Linked DNA regions of Mus musculus: regions 1, 2 and 3 are each linked to region 4. A link is a contact called in public HiCAR-type and HiChIP or PLAC-seq data. All regions are on one chromosome and are shown on one strand. The core of a region is the stretch at or near the end of the contact, and the rest is flanking DNA. Distances in the headings are between cores, read along the strand shown.

Evidence for each region. HiCAR-type assays count read pairs that join an accessible place to other places. HiChIP or PLAC-seq counts read pairs in DNA pulled down with a chosen protein or histone mark.
Region 1: a contact with region 4 is called in a HiCAR-type map of fibro-adipogenic progenitors, with 2.1 times the contacts expected there. The contact joins the enhancer-like site here to the promoter of Slit3 in region 4. A contact is called at or near these places in 3 of 39 promoter capture datasets (the 3T3-L1 cell line and hippocampal neurons), 1 of 15 datasets of contacts at CTCF or cohesin (the NIH/3T3 cell line), 3 of 484 Hi-C or Micro-C datasets (adipose-derived mesenchymal stem cells and embryonic fibroblasts) and 3 of 115 datasets of contacts at active chromatin or transcription factors (craniofacial prominence, fibro-adipogenic progenitors and heart atrium).
Region 2: an H3K4me3 HiChIP or PLAC-seq map of embryonic limb bud shows a contact between it and region 4, with 2.9 times the contacts expected there. The contact joins the enhancer-like site here to the promoter of Slit3 in region 4. A contact is called at or near these places in 6 of 39 promoter capture datasets (the 3T3-L1 cell line, cranial neural crest, liver and 2 more), 4 of 484 Hi-C or Micro-C datasets (the C3H10T1/2 cell line, cochlea, gonadal supporting cells and 1 more) and 7 of 115 datasets of contacts at active chromatin or transcription factors (the NIH/3T3 cell line, craniofacial prominence, embryonic forebrain and 4 more).
Region 3: an H3K4me3 HiChIP or PLAC-seq map of embryonic limb bud shows a contact between it and region 4, with 5 times the contacts expected there. The contact joins the enhancer-like site here to the promoter of Slit3 in region 4. A contact is called at or near these places in 12 of 39 promoter capture datasets (3T3-L1-derived adipocytes, cranial neural crest, embryonic stem cells and 6 more), 15 of 484 Hi-C or Micro-C datasets (differentiating embryonic stem cells and embryonic stem cells) and 13 of 115 datasets of contacts at active chromatin or transcription factors (SST interneurons, craniofacial prominence, embryonic basal ganglia and 8 more).

Annotation. Positions count from the first base shown.
Region 1 is chr11:34,972,353-34,975,052 of GRCm38.p6, forward strand. No RefSeq gene overlaps it. Among named protein-coding and RNA genes, the nearest start is that of Gm33277, 32 kb to the left of the region's middle. Within about 2 kb of position 1,364, at least 17 of the 459 cell types and tissues checked have an H3K27ac peak or open chromatin away from gene starts, as enhancers often do. A contact at or near this core is called in fibro-adipogenic progenitors, where this site is marked.
Region 2 is chr11:34,909,304-34,912,003 of GRCm38.p6, forward strand. No RefSeq gene overlaps it. Among named protein-coding and RNA genes, the nearest start is that of Gm25799, 12 kb to the left of the region's middle. Within about 2 kb of position 1,413, at least 10 of the 459 cell types and tissues checked have an H3K27ac peak or open chromatin away from gene starts, as enhancers often do. A contact at or near this core is called in embryonic limb bud and second pharyngeal arch cranial neural crest, where this site is marked.
Region 3 is chr11:35,369,710-35,372,409 of GRCm38.p6, forward strand. All of the region lies in intron 4 of Slit3 (slit guidance ligand 3), which reads left to right. Among named protein-coding and RNA genes, the nearest start is that of Gm46277, 83 kb to the left of the region's middle. Within about 2 kb of position 1,277, at least 8 of the 459 cell types and tissues checked have an H3K27ac peak or open chromatin away from gene starts, as enhancers often do. A contact at or near this core is called in embryonic limb bud, where this site is marked.
Region 4 is chr11:35,120,151-35,122,876 of GRCm38.p6, forward strand. It overlaps Slit3 (slit guidance ligand 3), which reads left to right and starts at 1,306. Exons shown (of 36, transcript NM_011412.3): 1 at 1,306-1,561. The coding sequence starts at 1,365.

The sequences.
Region 1 (2,700 bases), core at 114-2,613, 150 kb before region 4:
ACCCCAGTGCTGAAACTTTTCCTCCTTAATATTGACTCTACATCTTTCATGTGACATTAAAGATAGTCAAGCCAGACATCAAAATCATCACAAGTTTATCAATCGAGGCAGGTACATAATTTTATAATAAAAAAGCTAACTGAAATAAAATTATCATAACTGTTAACTGTTGGCAGAGGTGGGCTTCTGAGACAAGCAATGCTTTGAAAATGAACCCCAGGATCACAATCCCTGTGATCCTGGAACAGAAGGGAAGGAAAATATGGAAAAGCACACAGAGAAGCAAGCACACAAAACAACACAGTCTGGGAGAATATGTCAATCTTGGGCGATTTTCATTGTGAAAGTAGCATATCCCTAGATTAATCAATCTAGATTAATCAATCTAGAGATTTCAGGATCAATCTCTGCTGCCTGCAAATTCCTGCAGAGGAAAACTCCCTTGTTGCTCTTGCTTCCAAGTGGATTAGACAAAAAGCCCTCATCCTAGTGCCTCCCCACCCCTGGTCCTGTGTGATCTGTTTTCTGCTCTTTTTCAACCCCACCTTGTAAGCTTCAACTTCATGCCAACCTTCTGTTTTCATAGCCTTGACTGGTATGTCAGCTGCACCGGCTGGTTTGTGTCTGTCTCCTCGGAGATCTTTGCTTGGTGAGTCTCCTATAATTTATTTTCAGTTCAGATCCTGCCTCCTCTTGGGGTTTCTCTTTCTGAAGAATCACTTCACCAATCACTCACTCTCACGTTACCCTCTTTAGTCATCTTCCCTGAAGCAAATGTTCCCTAAAATCATGGTATTTGTTTACTTGCCCCGTGAAGGAGGGGCCTTGCCCATTTCGTTCCCAGTATTCCCCTATGATGTTGAATGGTGCCTGGCATGTGGAAGGCGTTTGGCAAATATTTGTTGAATGAATACACGAATTAGATAATCTGGAGCTTGGATTGAATCATTTAGAAGGGTCTCCTTCCAGCAATGAAGTACTATGATTTTCAAGATCCATCATCAAAAGCATCCATCTTTCCAACTGAGAACTTCCCTCTGTCTATTGGCCAAGATAGGATTTCTCAGGGCTTAACTGAAATGGTGGGTAAGCAAGCAGAGTGAAACAGATGCCTCTGGGGGCCGGACACATCTTCCTCAGAGGTTAGCAGTGGAGCAAAGAGCAATCACCATAATCAACACAGAGGTGGTTGGAGAGCAGCTGGGTCTCTGCCAAATGGCCTTTGTGGATGTCAGAGCCAAGCTTCTCTGAAAACAGCCCTTTATTTAGAACAGTGGAGCTTGCCCTCCACCCCCTGCCTGTTCTTCTCTCATTGGGCTCTCCAGCTTGTCACATATGTGTTCAATTGCTCTCTTAACATCAGCTTGGGTAACCCTGATGGGAGGGAGATGAGAGAGTCAGCCATGAGGTCTGTGAAGGTCTGATGAAAGCAACTTTAACACATAACCATTTGCCTTGGCAGGAGCTTGAGCCAAGAGCAAAAAGTCCTCTTGATGTGTCAAATTATAGATAAACACAAGCTCCAAAAACATTTGTGATATAACTGCAAATAAATGCTGGTAACTGGCAGGGTGCTCTGTTTACAAATAGTTCCTGTCATCCAAATAGTAAGAGGATAAACTTAAATGTGACTGACTTCCCAAACATTTGAAAGCACTGGAAATAGGCAGGCTCTGAGGCTACATGTGTAAGAGAATAAGAATTAAGACATAAGGTCAAACCAGCCAACAACAAAGTTGTACAGGCCTATGGCCATGGGACTGGAGGTTTATCAAGATGATTCAATTGAGGATTCCTGTAAGACTTCTTCCCAGGTTTCACCCATCTTTTGAAGACCTTCTGAGTTGTCCACATCCCTCAGTCAGGCTTGGGTTGGCTTGTCCTCTGAGAAGTGTGACCTTGGAAACTGGATGAAGAGTCTCTGGCCCATAAGATACTTACACCTGGCAGGTCCCCTCAAGGAAAAGTACCAAGAACACCTGCCCTGCAAAACTCTGTGGTAGTTGGGATGCAAGTGAGAAGAAAAGATGGGAGTCCCCACTCTGGTCAGTGGCTACTATGAACTTCTATCCATCCATTTATCTACCCATGAAACAAGATATATTTATTACATTCTTCCTGTATGTTAAGCACCATACTTGTATTGAACTACTTCATTAAGAAAAACTTTGCTTGTGGTATCTGAAGTATAAGATCTGGTATCTTCAGATATTAAGATATATCTGAAGTCAGTAAGCTCAGATTTAGGTTGTTATCCAAACTGGCACTAACCATTGAGATATCAAAAGTCATAGAGTATATATATATTTTAGGGAAACACCTATTTTCCATATTTAATACAATGTTAGGGCTATAATAAGTATTTCCTTCTGGTCTCTCTTTTGAGTTTACTCCTAGCATAAACATTTATGTCAAGTCTAGTTGTTATCCCTATTTCAAGTATAGCATGTAAGGAGTCGCCAGAGTACCCTCCTCCATCCCTCCCTCTCTTCCTCCCCTCTTCCTCACTGGCTCTCTATCTGCCTCCTCTTTCATATGGATTGACATGTAATGATTATGTATGTACACCCAAAGGGCATGTGGATCCTCCTTGAACTCCTAAAGTCCACTTTTGATTTCCTAATATCTACCAATTCCCGAGTTCAAGACTCTGCAATTTGAGAGTTCCTAGAATTTGGAGCAATTATGATTGCAGCTTCT
Region 2 (2,700 bases), core at 163-2,662, 210 kb before region 4:
TGATGACTTCCAACCTCAAGGGAAGGGGCTATGATGTTCCCTCCTTTGTAATCAGCCAACCTGCTGGGGTTTAGCTTTGCCTTTGCCCCTGTGCAACAGAGGCAGCGCAGTATCCCTGAACTGCAGCCCACCTCCCCACTTCCGAAGAAACCCCGCAGATGCTTTCGACCATTTCCATATGTGATGGCTCCCAGAATGCAAGGGTACATCCCTGGACACCCTTAAGCTTCCCCACTGCTTTCCCCTTGGAGCCTGGATTAGGGATTACTACTGTGATCTTAACTTCTCTCCGTGTCTTCCAAAGCTCAATGGAAGAAATGCAGTTTCAATCCCTCCACCCACTCTCTCCCTCTTCTCCCCCGGTGCCACCACCATCCCACACATCTAGTAACAACTTGGTCCTTGGCAGGGTTTCTAAACTTGACATTGGGCTTGCTAATTACCCACTCATTTTTCTCTTTGGGGTTCTTAACCAATAATAGTAGCAAAGAAAGCGTATGGAATTGCAATTTCCAGGATGGGCTTCATTAGCCCTCCAATGAGAGCTGCTGGTCACCCGTATTTTTATATACGGATTGACTTTGAAGTCATAGGGGGCCTCCCACTGCTTCCTCTCTGCCATGGCCCACGTTTAAACTTTCGCTGCCCTCTCTGGAGCCTGCACAGCTGGCGTTAGTCAACCAGCTGTCTGGAAGGCTGCAGCCTGCTCTGCCCTGGTGTGTCAGAAAGCTGAGGAGGACACTGACCCTTTAGCTATCCCCTTGCAGGCAGATTCAGAGCTGCTCTGGCATGCCTTCTGCATGAGAGCAGGGGAAGAGTGAAGCCAGGGCCACTTGCTGACCAGATGGGATGAGGTGAGAGTAGTCAGAGCTCATTAGCCACCATTAGGCCAGAGTATCTCCACTCACTAAGGGCAGAATACAATCTTTCTGAAAAGTGGCCATGAGGGAGGTAGTGATTGCTTTACTGGGTGGAAAGATCACAAAGGTCTTGATGGAGGGCACTCCCTTTCTGAAGGGTGAAGCCAAGAGAAACAAGCATTACCTTTAATAGTCAGAACTAACATAAAACCTCTCCAGATACTAGACTTTTGGAATAGCAGAAGAAAGAAGCAAAAGAAACATACACCCAGAAGCAGGAGACTTTTCCCTGTTGAAGCAAAACGTCATGGGCACATTCACTTAAAGCCAGAAACTATACCGAAGAACACAGAGGTCCCGGTGCCTACAACAACTGTTCTTTGCTTGTTGATTCTGGCTGGAATGCGGAAGGCTGTCCCTGAGAGCATCCATACACCTACATCAGCTCAGGGTTCCGGCTGGCACTCAGTAGCATCACATAACAGCTGAGAAGTCTTTGTGAAAGAACTTTGATCAAGTGGCCTTAGGCAGTACATGGCTTATCCTATTCCCAATTCAATAGGCTCCTGTCTGTTGCCTGTCACCTTCTTACCAGCAGCCTTCTCTTTTGTACTAGGAACCCTAAGGGCCAGGCTGCAAAAATCAAAGCCTCATCTTAGTGATGTCCTGTTGCTCTGGACCAGAAGAAAACAGGGGGAAAGGTCTTATGGACTTTCTTTTCCCCTCCCTCTTTTGGGACGTTTTAATTTAAATGTCTGTTTATTACATAAATAGTATGAGAACTCTAAAGGACAGATGTTTTTCTCCTTGTCTCAAAGGAGTATATGGGTGAGACTCAGGAGTCAAAGAGGACTAGATGTAAACTCTAGTGTGGGTTCTGACTTATAACCAAAATGGCTTTCAGCAGTCCCCCTCTATTCAAGAGGAATCTATCCCAAGAGCTCAGTGAATGCCTGAAATCCTAATTAGTACTGGCAAATAGACAGGCAGATGCACATATGCACACACACACATACACACACAAGAGAGACACATTTTCCTGTACATAAACATCTACAATAAACTTTATAAATTAGTGACAAACAAGCAATTAAGATAATGATAGCAAGGTCATCAGTATTACTTCTAAATGAGCTGTTCCCTTAGTGTCCCTCTCAGTGTTCACACAGCATGGTTGAACATGGTACTGTAACTGTGGAAGGCTGACCCCGGGATACACGGCTGGTGTGTGAGGGGAGACTGCAGACACACTGTTAGATTCTGAGGGTGAAAGTGTCCAGAAGTCTCTGCTTCTGCTGTTGTAAATCCCCTGTTCTCCTTTCCCGTCTTCTCCCAGAGATGCAAGGATATTTTCACTCATCATAGATGTAACGTTGCTTTCTATGCTTTTCCCCTAACACTGCGGATGCAGAGACAGGTGGATTTCTGTATGTTCGAGACTACTCTCATCTACATAGTGAGTTCCAGGTCAGCCACGGGTACACAATGAGACTCTGTCTCAAACACACACACACACACACACACACACACACACACACACACACACACCCTATCACCCTTAGTTCCTCTGCCACTTGTAAGGTGACATACAATGGCTGACATACAATGGCTGAAATTCCTCTCATTTGAACTGAAAGATCAAGTCTGTGAGATTCCATCTTAGTACTTCACTCTCGGAGTCACCACTGGAAGGAATGAACAGTGTTCTCTTGAGACCATCCTCCATGATTTATGTAAGGACTCTTTTTTTGTTTCCCCGTTTTTCCCCTTAAAAATCCCCATATACATAGGTTGTTTCCCCTACCCCCCCCTTAAGTTGTTTTCTTGGGGCAGATTTCTA
Region 3 (2,700 bases), core at 27-2,526, 250 kb after region 4:
CAAGGCTGAGAAGCTCCTAGACTGCTTTTCGTAATGTTTCGAATCCTTGGCAAAACACTGGACAGTGTGCGTCAATGGCTTTGGGGGTTTAGTTCTGGCCTTGCCTCAGACTTACTGTGTAGTTGTGAGAAAAACAGTACAACCCATGGGTAGGATTTTACTCATCAATTAAAGGAGAGAGTTAGCCTGGCTAGCTTAGTGCTTGTTCCCTTTGGGGAGAAATGAAGATAAAATGTATGGACCACTTCCCAGAAAAATACAAGGATTATGCACATAAATGCAGAATGTTGTCTTCAGCTTTTAGACTGCAGAAATAATCCTATAGCAGCAGTGGGCAACAGCAACAGCTGGTTTCTCTCAGGTGCCAACTATGTGCCAGGCACCCTGTTGCCATAGTCAGCCAACAATGCTCCACAAAGCTGCTAATGCCCGGCACAATGTGAGAAAGCACGGCAGGAATTCCACTCGGGTCACCCAGCCGGGCAGCAACACAATGGGATTGGAGGCAGCTTGGACAGTTCTGCAGGTGATCAGCTGGCCGTTTGGGTGTTTATGGCTCTGGGTTACAAGCGGACGCTACTCTGGGTGATATTTCTGGTTCTGAAGTTTAGAACTCTCAGATGTTGCTTTTCTCAGCCTCAGGTACTAAGAAATATTTGTAAAATGACCCGCAGTATTCTTAAGGCTTTGATGTATCAAAGGTAGTCACGAAATTTAGAGTTTAAAATATATATATAGGGATCCAACTTAGAAAAGCAAGCAGCCATAGAGCCACACCTCCTTCCATGCGTGTCTTTCAAATGAATGCTCTCTTATCATAGTTTCTGAACAGAGGCAGCTTCAAGGCCAGAAAAGATCATCTCTGCCTCGGCAGGTCAATAATGTTACCAGATAAAGGGCAACTCCTTAATGAAGACCACTCGGCCTCCTGCCGGCAAAGGAGTTTTCTTAGTGCATTTCCAGTCTCCTAACACCTCGCTCCAGATCAATGGCTTTTCATAAATGCACCAGGAAATCTTTGAACTACTAATGCTTCAGGGGCTGTTTAGGTTTGGAGTCAAACTGTTTAATATAACTCTCCTCCAAGTCTGGTTCTACTGAAGGGTCTTGGGAAACAAGGCAGAGGCAGTGTCTAAAAGCAGAACTACTATGGCCAAGTGATGTCCCCTGCCTTGGCCTCCTGTTTATATAAGCAAATTGGACCAGGCTGGTTACATTCAGGAGGGGGAGGGAAGAAGGGAATGTGAGTCAGCGACTGAAAGGGAATCAGATTAAAGGTGCCTTTTGATTGGGGGCGTGGCGAGTCATTTGCCTCGGAAGAGGAAGAGGGGGAAGGCTCTGATTGGCTTCGTCAACAGATTAAGTCAGCAACAGATGATGCACTTCAGTAAAACTGCACCTTGCCAGAGAAGTTTGGACTTGACTTCCAAATGTTCTTGGGAAAATGAATGCCATTTAATTTCAATAGTAGCCTTAGCATGTAAAGTTTTTACAGGAAGCAGACTGTGAGCATCAAGAGATTCCCTGTGAAAGGCAACCTTTTTCTACACAGAACTGTTCCCATAGTAGTTTCCACCCAGCCTGTGGTGGGAATAATGGGGAGAAAACAGCAATGGGCATTTCCTTTGGGGGGGGGGCATTTCCTAATATGCTCTGGGCTTTAGCCCATCCACCATTGTCACCTCCACTATCCGATGTGAAAACTGTCTCAGAAAACATATTAATCAGGGTTCTCTAGAGTCACAGAACTTATGGGTAGTCTCTATATAGTATGGGAATTTGTTATGTCTGTAGTCCAACTCCCCAACAACGGTCAGCTATGAATGGGAAGTCTAAGGATCTAGTAGTTGCTCAGTCCCACGGGCTAGGAGATTCCAACAGATGTGCTGGCAAGTAAATGCAATCCGGTGACAAAGAGCGAATCTTCCTTCTTCCAATGCCCTTAGGTAGGTCTCCAGCAGAAGGTGTGGCTCAGATTAAAGGTGTATACCACCATGCTTGGATCTGGGATTTACTTTATCCCAGGCTGACCTTGAACTCAGAGATCTCCTTGCTTCAGTCTCCTGGGATTCATAGCCACTATGCCTCAAGATCTCCATGCCAAGATCCAGGTCAGAAACTTGTATCTCCCAGCCTCAAGATCTGGATCACAGGTGAGCCTTCTAATTCTGGATTGTAGTTCATTCCAGATATAGTCAAGTTGACAACCAGGAATCGCCATTATAGCATAGATGACCAAAATGACCAGTATCACACTTCTCTGGGATGGTTACCAGACTTATCTCCTACTCTTACCTCCAGACCTATATGTATCTGCCCCTGTGGATGTGACTCACTGTCATCTATAAAGTTAGCTCCTTGACCCCTAGAGAGCTGTGGCTCTGTTGTTCCTTGTGGCCACATGGAGTGTCTCCTTTATTTAGACATCTCATTTAAGGAACTTATGGTCTTTTCAGCTTGGTTCTCACAGTGTGCAGCACACTAGGGACATTTGCCTTTTGGGGATGGTTCATTTAGGGGAGCTGTGAGGAGAGCTGGTAAAACCAAGTGTCTCATACATGCTCCATATTTTTCTTTAATTCTTGAAAAGACAGTTTAAAAAACAGCACTGTGACTTGATATTTAATTATTTTTAGTTAGTTAGTTAGCTAGTTAGTTAATTTTTCAAGACAGGGTTTCTCTGTGTAGCCTTGAATGTCC
Region 4 (2,726 bases), core at 56-2,555:
ACAAACAACATCATTCCTACAAGTATGTATGGAGCCTGTAACATGGCCCTTCCCCACCGGCATCTGGAAAAGCTCAGACCAGCCAATTTAGAGCAGGCACTGGCAGAATGAAGGCAAGGCTGGGGAGGAGGGGGATGGGGAATAGGTCCCTTGCATGCTACTGCACTATTTTATAAAATCACGTTCTTTTCTTTGATGTGCAAGGGAAGTCTGTCAGAACGGTGGCACCTTGAAATAAGGAAATAAAGGTCCGCAGGTGACATGATTGCCCCTTAGTCCCCTAGACAGGAAGCAGATGAAGTGATGGTGTCAATACCGGGGTCCAAGTTCTTACATTTACTACAGAGAGAGAGAGAGACAGAGAGATAGACAGACAGACTGACTGACTGACTGACTGACTGACTGTGACTGTGTGTCTGTGTAGTGTTCTCTAATCTGTAAGTCCTCTAGGAAATAGTTGTTGGCCTTAGCTGTGAACACTAATTAGGGTAGGGGCAAAGTTTCCACGGATAAATGTGTCAGGGTACAGAATGCCTAGTAGCTGTATGGTCTCGGATAATCATTTCACTTAGTCCAACTTTGACTCTTTCACCTAAAACATGAAGCCTAGTTTCTGATGCTCCCATGTGGGTATTCTGTATCCAGCTCGGTGACTGAATTAAAAAAAAAAAATGAAGCCACGAGGTTTATCAGTTCTTGGCTCCCAAGAATAAATGAATTTCAATGTTTCTTTCCTGGCGGCCCGGGCTGGCCAAGTCCCTTTCCTTCCCAGTTGGGTCTCTCTAGCTCCCCTGCTGCCTCCTCCCTACAGGCTCTTGGTTGCTCCAGCAAAGTTCCCAACTTAGTCGACGTGACGCTCAGCGCAGCCAATGGGAGGCGGAGCTGGTGTTTTGGGAGGGGGGCGGGAGGGGCCGGGCCCCGCGTCTCCGGTGTCTACCCTGCTCAGTGAATGGAGAAAGCGAGCGCCGGCTAGCTCTCCGGACCACTCCGTGCCCCAGCCGCCTCTGTGCTCCGCAGCCCAGCCCTGAGCCGGACTTCCCGGGGCACGGTGCTCCCTGGCGCTCAGTCCAGGACCCAGACAGAGCCCTCACCTCTACCGGCGACCCAGAGGGACCCGAGGGCGCTCGGTACCTGGGCACCGTGAGTGATGCGCAGCGGGGCAGCGCCAGCCCCACGGATGGAGCTGCTGCCGCCGCCGCCCGGCGCGCCCCGCTCCGCCCGCACCCCGTGCGCCTGAGCGCCGCGCCCGCCCCTCCTCCGCGCTAACTCCGCCGCCCGCCCCCCAGGCCGCCCGCGCGCCTCCTCGGGCTCCTCGTGTCCCGCCTCGCCAGGCATCCTCCTCTGGGTGCGGGCGCTTGTGCACCATGGCCCTCGGCCGGACCGGGGCCGGCGCCGCTGTGCGCGCCCGCCTGGCGCTGGGCTTGGCGCTTGCGAGCATCCTGAGCGGACCCCCTGCTGCCGCCTGCCCCACCAAGTGTACCTGCTCCGCCGCTAGCGTGGACTGCCACGGGCTGGGCCTGCGCGCCGTTCCTCGGGGCATCCCCCGCAACGCAGAGCGCCTGTGAGTACCCACCCCGCCCGCCCGCTCAGGCCACCCACCCGGCTGGCTCCTACAGAGTCGCCCTCAGGGCGCAGGTCCTTCTTTCCTCTCCGGTGCATGGGGGACGATCCCTACTCCCCTACCCCTGCTGTCAGACACGCTCAATAAGTTGGGGGTGGCGTGGCTTTGGGCAGGTGTGGAGAGAAGTGTACGAGTTGCCCCCGCGATGGGACCGCGTAGTGCCTCCCTGGTTGAGGGCACCGGGGGCTTATCCGCTGACAGATCGGGAGAATAAAGCTAGCAGAAGGCTAGCGCGGAGGAGTGGGGGGGTGTCAGAGAGCGTGGTGGTCTCAAGGTTTGGGGTTGGGTATGAGGGGTCCATTACCCCTTGCTTCTTAAAGAGGGAGAGGCGAGGTAGCAAGCTAGACGGAGATGGGGAGTTTCGATCGCAGAGACCTGAGAGCCTCCTTCCCGGACCCCCTCGCCCCCCCCCCAAAAAAAAAACCTGCGACCCTCCTGGAGATCAGAATGGGCCAGCTGCTGTGTGGCTGTCCTTGCTAGGAAAGTTGAGTGTGTACGAAAGAGGTCTTAACTTCTGAAAAACCGGACGGATTCTGAGTGGGTGCTCTCAACACCCTCCCTGCCTGGAGTGCAGCATTGGGGATGCCAAGTTGCAGCCCGGGTGAATTTTTTATGGCCGGGTTATAAATGCCTCCCCAAACGGGCCGGAGAATGGAAATGCTGACAGCCCTTTAAATGAGACCTAGCGCTATAATCTTACAAACCGCACTCAGCCTCGGATCCTGGGGTTGGCAGCTAGCGGAGAGGCTCTTGGAGAGTGGGGTGGATTGACCCTCGTTTTAACCCCAATTGTGCAACCAAATATTTACTTTTCTTATGTCAGCGTTTTGGAAAGATTTATCATTTTGATCCTCACGACCAAATTCAAAATTTGGCCTCCGGGGGTGGGCTCCTTTTAGTCCACAGTTGGGGGCGGGGTGAGGGAGTATGGAGCCCTGGTGGTGGAGGGAGCTGGAGCCTCTGAGTGGGTGAAGGCTTGCCCTAGTCACAATTCCAGCCATTGCACTGCCCAGTTGCTCTCTACCCAGCCTGTCTCAGGGTTAGCATACGGGTCTTCTTCAGTCCTGCCTACTTCAGGTCAGGAAAGAGCCGGGTTGTCCTAGCT